Regions from separate parts of the Zea mays genome. Here regions 1 and 2 are each linked to region 3. Evidence: chromatin contacts called from public Hi-C data. All regions are on one chromosome and are shown on one strand. Each heading gives the region's core, a stretch centred on a gene start, on an enhancer-like site or on the middle of the called end of the contact. The rest is flanking DNA. Distances are from core to core; before and after follow the strand shown.

What was found. Hi-C and Micro-C count contacts between places; a contact is called where the count stands out from the background.
Region 1: a contact with region 3 is called in a Hi-C map of ear, with 3 times the contacts expected there. The contact joins the promoter of LOC100283020 here to the promoter of LOC103652983 in region 3. A contact is called at or near these places in 6 of 25 Hi-C or Micro-C datasets (bundle sheath, ear, endosperm and 2 more).
Region 2: a contact with region 3 is called in a Hi-C map of ear, with 1.7 times the contacts expected there. The contact joins the promoter of LOC100382673 here to the promoter of LOC103652983 in region 3. A contact is called at or near these places in 3 of 25 Hi-C or Micro-C datasets (ear, leaf and tassel).

What each region holds. Positions count from the first base shown.
Region 1 is chr4:27,667,174-27,670,196 of Zm-B73-REFERENCE-NAM-5.0, forward strand. It overlaps LOC100283020, which reads right to left and starts at 1,682. Exons shown (of 8, transcript NM_001155922.2): 1 at 1,212-1,682; 2 at 1,055-1,130; 3 at 272-401; 4 at 78-189. The coding sequence starts at 1,532.
Region 2 is chr4:28,297,552-28,300,433 of Zm-B73-REFERENCE-NAM-5.0, forward strand. It overlaps LOC100382673 (evolutionarily conserved C-terminal region 10), which reads left to right and starts at 1,287. Exons shown (of 9, transcript NM_001175397.1): 1 at 1,287-1,489; 2 at 2,319-2,392; 3 at 2,528-2,699. The coding sequence starts at 1,453.
Region 3 is chr4:27,983,073-27,986,069 of Zm-B73-REFERENCE-NAM-5.0, forward strand. It overlaps LOC103652983 (protein NRT1/ PTR FAMILY 4.4-like), which reads left to right and starts at 1,322. Exons shown (of 5, transcript NM_001346883.1): 1 at 1,322-2,094; 2 at 2,306-2,523. The coding sequence starts at 1,389.

The DNA of each region.
Region 1 (3,023 bases), core at 432-2,931, 320 kb before region 3:
TACAAAATCATGACCATCAAAAAATAAATAACGCAATCTTTTATTAATGAATCAGGCAATATTTACTCTAAAATTACCTGCACAGGAGCATAGGCAGTTGGTCCTGTAACAGGAGCAGGTGAAGTCATCGCTACAGGGGGGACTGGATACGCAGCATATGGATTGTAAGGAGGTGGCGCTGTGATATAACTGAATCATATCCAAGAAAGAGAAATGATAAGCCCTTGATGAATGATTAATTACTGCATGGGAAAAAAGAATAAACACTTACCCTGGGGTTCCCCACATGGAAACAGCTGGTGGAGGTGGATGAAATGGAGGAGCATAAGGAGAATGAGTATAATCTCCACCTGTTCGCAACCGTTTACTTTGATCCACAGCATTTGCATCAATTCCCACACCTAAAATGGTTTTAATCATTCAAGACATAATAGATATGCAAAACATCATAGTAACCAAACCATTCATTATACTGGAAGCAAACAGCTATTGAAGGGGCAATCTAAGATCAAGCTGGACCGTTTTGTGCGAAGCAGTAAAACTGGCAAAACACTAGTATTGCATGATCAAAACAACCTGATCAAAACAGTTTTGTACTTCAAGATCATATATTTGACATTGATCAAAACAACCTCCAGGTTACAAACGATGACAATACCTTCTTCCAATAAAGAAGCCAGTGCATGGGCCTGCCTTCCGGTTACTGATTTTTATAAGGTTTATTGCTTTAAATTTGTTGTGTAATTAAGGGAATTCTATTAAATTTCAAAGAAAAGGCTAGGGACTAGATATCATAGGCCTTGTCTCAAAAACCACAAACTATGTTCAGTAGATGTTGTGAACTCAATGTATCCAGCATCACAGGTTGCTCCTTTTGAATTTGAACCAAACAGAAGAGCCATGACAGCACATGGAATGAAGATTATCCCAACAACATTGTATTAATGCATCAATAAACTCTATCTATGCGGTTGGAGATTCCATTAATTAATATTGTATGCTACTAGAGCGACAGCAGAGAGAACATGTGAATGTTAAGTGGACAAAATCTCACATCTCTTAACGAAGAGGTTCTTCTTGGCCATCTCGGTGTGCAGCGCCACCTTGGTCTCAGCATCGAACACCATATCCTGCAGATGACGGGTGCCCGGGGTCACATCTCATCCCTGCGAAGTCCAAACCCTCGCCCACCATCAAGAACCGAAACAAACCTGGAGCGCAGTCTTTGCGGCGATGGCCTGGTGCGCGGTGGAGAAGAGCGCGAAGCCCATGGGCTGGTCGCCCTTGAAGTTGATCTGGGACGCCTCGAATCCCGGGAGCCAGCGCAGCAGGTTGTGCAGCTCCCTTTCCTTGACGTCTGCAGGGAGCCCCGTGATGAAGATAGTGCGGACCTCGTCCGGGCCAACGGTGCCAGGCGCGCCGGGGACGGGGGGTGGAGGAGGGACGGCGACCGAGGCCGCGGCCCCCGGCGGGGGCGGCGCGGCCGCCGTGGGTGGCCACTGCTGGAACGGGTGGATACCGGCGCCGGCCATGGAATTACGCTAAACCTAGCGGAAGAGACAGATTGGGGTTTGGGGGCTGGGAGGGCGAGGGTTCGGAAGGAGGAGATAGAGAGAACGACGAATTGCGGATTTGGGGATGGAGATGATGAGACGATGGATCTCGGGATCTGGATTGTGAGTGAGACGGGGGGGCACGGTACGGTGGTAGGCCAGCCAAGCTGGCGCCGCACCTGGCCACCTGCTGCATGTTCTCCCGTTAAATTTTTTTAGGCTATTTTTTTAACTCCGTTTTTTCCGAGAGATTTATATTTTTAAGAAAAATTAAACTAATTTCTCGAAAAAATAAAAAAATTGAAAACATGTAGTTTCCAAATTAGCCCTTAATTTTATTTTCCGAGTAATATCTCTTTTATAGAAGTGACTGTGCATTATACTACTCATTTTCATGCACTTTCTACACATATTATAAAGTTATCTCCGGTGGATCCTGGAAAATATGAATTTGCACTATACATATTATTTGTAAAGTGAAATTTAAAATAGGGGATAGAATAAAGGAGTTGTTAGGGATAGTCTAATGCTCCGTTCGAATGTCGATATTGAAGGACATTATCGGATACCTAGGAACGGGTACCCGAAGTAAGGTCTATAAATAGGGGATAGAATAAGAGAGATCTTAGGGCGCTCCAGGTCGATAGATCACCCAGGGCGTCCCCAGATAATGTGGAGTCGCCTAGAAATTAATAGGCAGCCGAGACATAGTATTTTTAATGGACAACTAGATCTTGCCCCCGGGGAGGGTAAGATCCTAGGTTCGTCTTGGGGTTGGCATGCCACACAAGACGGATCTAGACGACGTAGAGTCAAATAGAGGTGTAGGTGGATATGCGGAAAGCTACAACTAAGGCTAGGCTACATCTACTCCTAGGGCAGAAATGATAAAGGAATGATAAATAAAGTAATTGGTTCGATTGGAATGTGATCGGGGGTTCTCAATCGGTTGTACCCCTTCATATATATATAGGGGAGGTCTGGACCCATTCCTAGGCGATAGCTAACAAACCCCACATGATTAGATGGACAAACACGCATGAGATAAGGATAATCGTCCGAGTTAATCTGATCACGGGGCCACGAATCGTCCGGACCCTAGGGCTGGACCATTCGTCACTTTTGGTGGTCTACACATGCCCCCTACCTTTTGGTGGAGCTTGGCGAACCAAAAGCACCAGCGAAAACTTCAGAAACAATTGACTTCATGATTTATTTTGTTCCCGAAGTAAGGACTCAACTCGATGCAAGCCATCAGCTCTTGTGATCAGATAATATAAATATTTGATTGAACTTTGATGTACAAAGGTCGTTTCATATTGCATTGTCTTCGGCCATGTCTGCTTGATCAACATGTCAATAGGCAAAAACTTGTGGTGCCCCTAGCCTGAATAAGCAAACGGATTGAGCCAGCAATACGGATTCGTCGTCATACCACCCCACACTTGAGTAGGACAACACATCGGCGAT
Region 2 (2,882 bases), core at 37-2,536, 310 kb after region 3:
ACAATCTCCATCCATTTTCTGTTCGACCGCGCCATTATCTGCACAGAGTTCGGCATCATCGTCACCCCGGCTGGGATTCCTCCTACACGTAGGTCTCCTCTTCACATCACACAACGCCAGAGGCCTATCGCGTAGCCACTGCCAGAGGCCGTTGCGCAGCCGCCACCGCTGGAGACCTGTCGCGTAGCCGCCGTCGCCGGAGACCTGTTGCGCAGCCGCCGCCGTCGGGGCCTAGGTGCTACCAGGGGGATGAGGACTCATAGGTGATCCACGGGGATGGGTCGTGGGCGCTGCCAGAGGCGGGGGACGACAATCATTGTTTCGCTTTGCCCGTGCTGCCAGTGTGCCTGTGCTAGCAGATTTCAACTTTGACATCGGCACACATTATACCTCACATTTTTCTCACGGCAACAATGGATTAAAAGTTTTATTTTTAATCTATTTTTGTTATTATTGATGATTATTATTATTCTCTAAGTACCGGCTAGATTTTATTAAAAACATGTGAAACAAAGTACATTATACCTTACATTTTCTCACGAATAAGGAAAAGTGTTCTAGAGAACCAGACTCCACGGGTTGAAGAAGAACCCCAAAGAGTGTGCGTCCGAGGTGACTGTAGGATAATTATTCCTTGGTTTCATGATTCACGAACAAGGAATAGGTATGCTAAACCCTAAACCTACCTTATATTCAGAGAAGATTTCTATATCTATATATATTTACGATGTCTTTAAAGCGTCATCTAAATATAGAGAACGTTCTCCAGTCTCTCTATATATAGAGATTATTTGTTCTGTTCACTATCCATTGTAATACTTTAAACAGTGAATTAAGTTAAACAAATATATGTATAAATGTATTAGAGTATGTGCATATGTATATAAAATTAGGGCAAAACATACCTGTAATATGTGCGTTTACTATATAGAGGACGATACATGTTGTTAAAGATAAATGAGATATAAAAGGGAAAATATTTTAGAAAAAAAAATCTAAAGGACAGATATATTATTGCTCTCAATTTCTCAAACCCAAAACCGCACGTGCCGCCGATCCTAAATAAAAGTCCGTGGCAGACAGATCCGTCACGAGTCCGGATCAGATCTGAGTAGTGAGTACCACCTCACAAGCACAACCGGGTCCCCAAGCCCGATCAGACCCGTTAAGAACGAACCCGGTGGGCCGGGCCGGGATCAGCCAACGCGCGGGGCGGCACGTCGCCTATTTCCGCTGTTGTATAAAATCATTGGTTGGGAGAGACGCTCGTGGTTTCTTTTCTTCCCCACTCCTCTCGTCGCGTCCAATAAAAAGGGGGGAAGAGCATTTTCCCTTTTTTTTGCTCCCCTCCCCCCTCGCTTCTCCCGAATTTGATGCTTAAACCCTCGCCGGGAGGAGGACTCCACGCGCGAGCCCGCCCGCGCCACCTACCGCCGCGCCCGGATCCCCGCCATGGCCGCCGCGCCGCACCGGGCCCAGGTCCCCGCTGGTGAGACCTTGCCTCCTGTTGCTGGATTGGGGTTTGACTTTTTTGGTTCCCCTTGTCGCTGGGTCGTGATTGCGCTGTGTCGCTGCTCGAATTCTCTTGCTCGAAGGGCTCTGCGCGCTGGATTCGGCGGGAATTCGCGCCGGGTCTGCGATTTCGGAGCCGGCCCTGCTGCCCGGGCTCGCGGTGGGGGCTCCTAGGTCAAGATTGGTTCCGGGGCTACGGTTCCTTCGCTCCTCGGAAGCCCCGTAACTGCGATTTTCCCGTCGGGGTTGCGTGCTCGTACCCAGCCGTGGAAGAAGATGCGCGGAGCAGGCTGCGGCTGGGATTTGTGCTGATTACGTTGCCTCACGTCCTCGTGAGGGCAATAGCGTCTTTTATGCCTTTTCCCGTTTTGCCGGGGCACGTCCGCGGTCCGCCCACAGGAGGGACGGCTCGGGGTATTGCTAGCCGTAGCCGTTTTACAGGAGCTAGCACGGGAAAGTTGCTGCCAGTACGAACAGGATACGATTGTAAGTACTAAGTACCCAACGGGAAGCTCTAGCTTCAGTACATACTAGGTATTCGAGTAAGCTACTGTACAGCGGGACAGCTGGTTGGTGCTGATGACCTGATCATGTCAACGCCTGTGATTGTCCTGTGCATATGCACGTAGTAGCTTTCGAATGCTTGTGAATGGGTAGTTGACGAGTTGTACAGCTTGCGAGGTCTTGTTTCTGTTTTCTACAAGTATCATGCTTGTCTTTAAATTTTAGCTATTTTGCACCAAATCAAGGCAACTTTCCACGAATGCTACTGCCAACTTATCTTTCTATATTTATGTTTTTTGTAGATAGCACGGCTCCGTTGCAGACGGGGCCTGTACTTGAGAATAACCCCTCCAAGAGTGCAAACGCCAAGGACCAGGTAATTTAGTTCCATTTATAGTTTATTTTCTTTCTGATCTGTGCTTTGAAATGTTGTTTAGTTCCATTTATATTTTATTTTCTTTCTGATCTGTGCTTTGAAATGTTGTTCATGAACATGTTTCAATTGCGACAGATTCTTTCTGGTACAGAGAATGTGACTACAGGCAATGCACGTGGCGCTAGCTCCTTGAGATCGCCAAACGGCCCACCAGAGAAGGCTAGCTCTGTCGGAAAAGCTGGAGAGCAACCTTATCTCTACCAGCAAAATGTGTATGCACCACAGCCACAACCACTCTATCCTGGAGGTTAGGGTATATTCATTGCCTTTTAATTAATGTTAGCACATGTTCTGAATTCTGTTGCATAAAGCACGAGACGGAAATATATCCGTAGCTTCTGAACAATCTTCTATTGCTTCCAGCTAAATTTGTCTTTTCACTGGCTGTACAATTGACGTTTCATCTGCTTTGTTCACCTCTATTGCATCG
Region 3 (2,997 bases), core at 72-2,571:
ATTAACTTTGTAAATTTCAGTTTCGCCCTATTCACCCCCCTCTAGGCGACTTTCACTGGGCATGACTTGTTTTGTTGTGCTCGCCAGGCGGTCTGCGTACTCAGGCCTAGTCCCAATAGGTTAAGAGCGCGCCGCAGGCCGGGGGGGGGGGGTGCGTGGGTCATAAATGTTCCGCAGTTCGAGGGGTTCGTAGGTTATGAGTGCGTTGCAGCCCAAGAGGTTCGTAGGCCATGAGTGGGAGGCGGATGACGTCTCTGTCGTGGCTCGGTGTCAGACATAGTTAATGCGGAAGGTCACTTATGGCGGGTCGGTCTCAGACCGGGCGAAGGACCCACTCGAGTGTTTTTTCCCTTCGGTTCGCCCGACCCCCCTGTCCAGTTCCGCCACCCCTGACCCCGGGGCTCGGTGCCGCAGGGTTCGTTTGGGGACGGGCGCTTACAGGGTAGCCGTTTCATTTCTCCTCCAGTTAGCCGACGGGCCACAGTCGCTAGGGACTTTTTCCCCAGCACGCTCGCTGACCGATTGACCCTAGGAATTGGGGATCTTGTCCCCTGACAAGACTACACAGGTTTTCTAGAAACCACAATTTAGCTAACACACAGAAGAAGAAAAAAACAAAAAGCCCTCGCAGAACCTGGACAACCCCTCACGCAGACGAAAATGTACCGGTACACCTCTGGTTTTCGGCTAGGAGTGGTATTGAATCATGATCCGAATGTTTGTTCACAACAAGTTAAAGCTCTTGATTAGTTTTAGTTTAAAAAATGAATAAAAATATAGTCTGGTCCTTTATAATTTAGTGTATGCCTAACCCAAAAGGAAGCTCCATGGCACGCCTTGCCGCCCGTAGCTAGCCGGCCGGCAGGCCACAACAGGTGGAGAGGCGACGCCACAGGCCACACCGCCACACGGTTGAGAGGTCGACCATCACCGATCTGGCCGCCTTCTCACCTGTCGAGGTCCAGACTCCAGATCGAGGAGGCTGTAGGTTGGCGGGCGCTGACAGAGAGAGGGACGTCACGGGGAGAAAAAGAGGAGAGGCACGCAGCATGATTATTGACTGGTCCAAGGAAGGGGGCTCACTTCACTTATCGCTGCTTCTAAACCAGAACCAGATCCGTGCGATGCGACCAAAGATAGCCTTCTTCCTCTGTACGCACTCCGTGTATGCATGCATAGAAGAAACAAGTTACTACTAGTATGTACAGTGCTGCATTTCTTGGTTTAGCTGGGGGGGGCCTTGGGGGGCGGGGAATGCCCTTCTTCGCATTGACGAAGTAGTAGAAAGTCGCAAGGGCAGCCAGAGACAGAGAAGGCCACTCACTATTCATTCGAACCAGTTTGTCCGGACCAGGACCCGATGCTGTCAAAAAGTAAGCAGCCACAGTATGAAAGGGAAGCGTTTTTCCCTTTCCTTGGGGCGGGTCGGAGACCAGGCGCCAGGCGGAGCAGAGCGCGCGGGGCGCGGCGGGGCCGGAACACGCGCGCACTATGCCCAGCCCAACTGCTACCTGACCGGCACCGGCACCGGCACCGGCACGGGCTGTGCGACGCTGCCGCCTTTGCACGTGACGTGCGCTCTCTGCTCTGCTCCCTTGGCCGCCGGTGTGTACTGTACGAGTCCTACGTCCAAACAGATGAGAAGGAAGCGAAGCACTGCACTGCACACGCCGCCTTGGGCCTTGGCTCGGCTGGCTGCTCGCGGCTGCGCTGCATATTATAAAGCCCGCGCCAGCTCTTGCCGACCCGAGCGCAGAGCTTGCTGCTTGCCTTGCCTTGCCTTTGCCTGCCAATCCAATCCAGTCCTGCACCTGCTCGGGCGGCTAGTAGCTGGCCAAAGCTCCGGTGCCAGCTTCGACTCGAGTGCGGTTGCAGGCTGCCTGTCTAGTCAACTCGCTCGCCGGCTCGTCGCTCCTCCAGGGAGGGAGGGAGTGTGTGTGTGTCTAGCAGACAGAGATAGAATACGAGAGATAGAGAGAGAGGCCATGGACGATGCAGAGAGATCCCAGGCGCCGCCCGAGAGCTGCGTGGACTGGCGCGGGCGCCCCTGCCGGCCGCGCCACGGCGGCATGCGCGCCGCCGCCTTCGTCCTAGGTGCGTGCGTACGTTTCCGCTGCCTCTCCCTCCCTCCCTCCCTCCCTCCCTGGGGACGGATTATTACTGCTACTCTGCTCGTAGCACCAGTCACCAGACCCCCAACAAGTCGAAGGGCAAGACCCAGGCCGACGCCGCGCCGGCGCCCGGGCAATGCCGTGTATATACAGCAACAGATTAAGAAGGCGTCTGGTTGTTGTGCGCATTGCAGTGTTCCAGGCGTCGCAGACGATGGCGCTGGCGGCGGTGGGGAGCAACCTCATCACCTTCGTGTTCGGGGAGCTGCACTTCCCGCTGCCGCAGGCGGCCAACGTGGTGACCAACTTCGTCGGCACCGTCTTCATCCTCTCGCCCCTCGGCGGCTTCCTCTCCGACTCCTACGCCGGCTGCCTGCGCACGCTGCTGGCCTTCGCCGCCGTCGAGCTCGCGGTACGTATGCTATGTGTACGCAGGCAGGACACCCTCTCTCTCTACTCTCTAGCAGCAGCAGCAGCAGTAGCAGTACTACTCCCTATCCTATGTAGCATCACTCTCATGGACTGGACGACGAGTCGACGACATGGATGGACCAGCGAGCCCACAGCCAGAGCCAGCTGCTTTTCTTTTCCCCCCGCTCCTTTGTTTCTGACCCAGCTAGCTTTTCGTGTCCGCGGCAAGGGAGATGAACTGAAACATGCGAACATGGTAGGGTCGTGGACATGGATGCATGGGCCGGAAAAGCCGCCCATCACCACGACCAAGCATGACCAAAGCTTGGATTCTTTTCTTTTTTTCTTCTTTTTAAAACACGCACGCACACACACGCACACCAAGAAGTCGCTGCGGCAGCAACGAAGAGAACTCGCAGCCGCTCACATGCTAGCTAGCAGTAGCACACTGCTCTTTCAGTCACTGCTGGAGCTG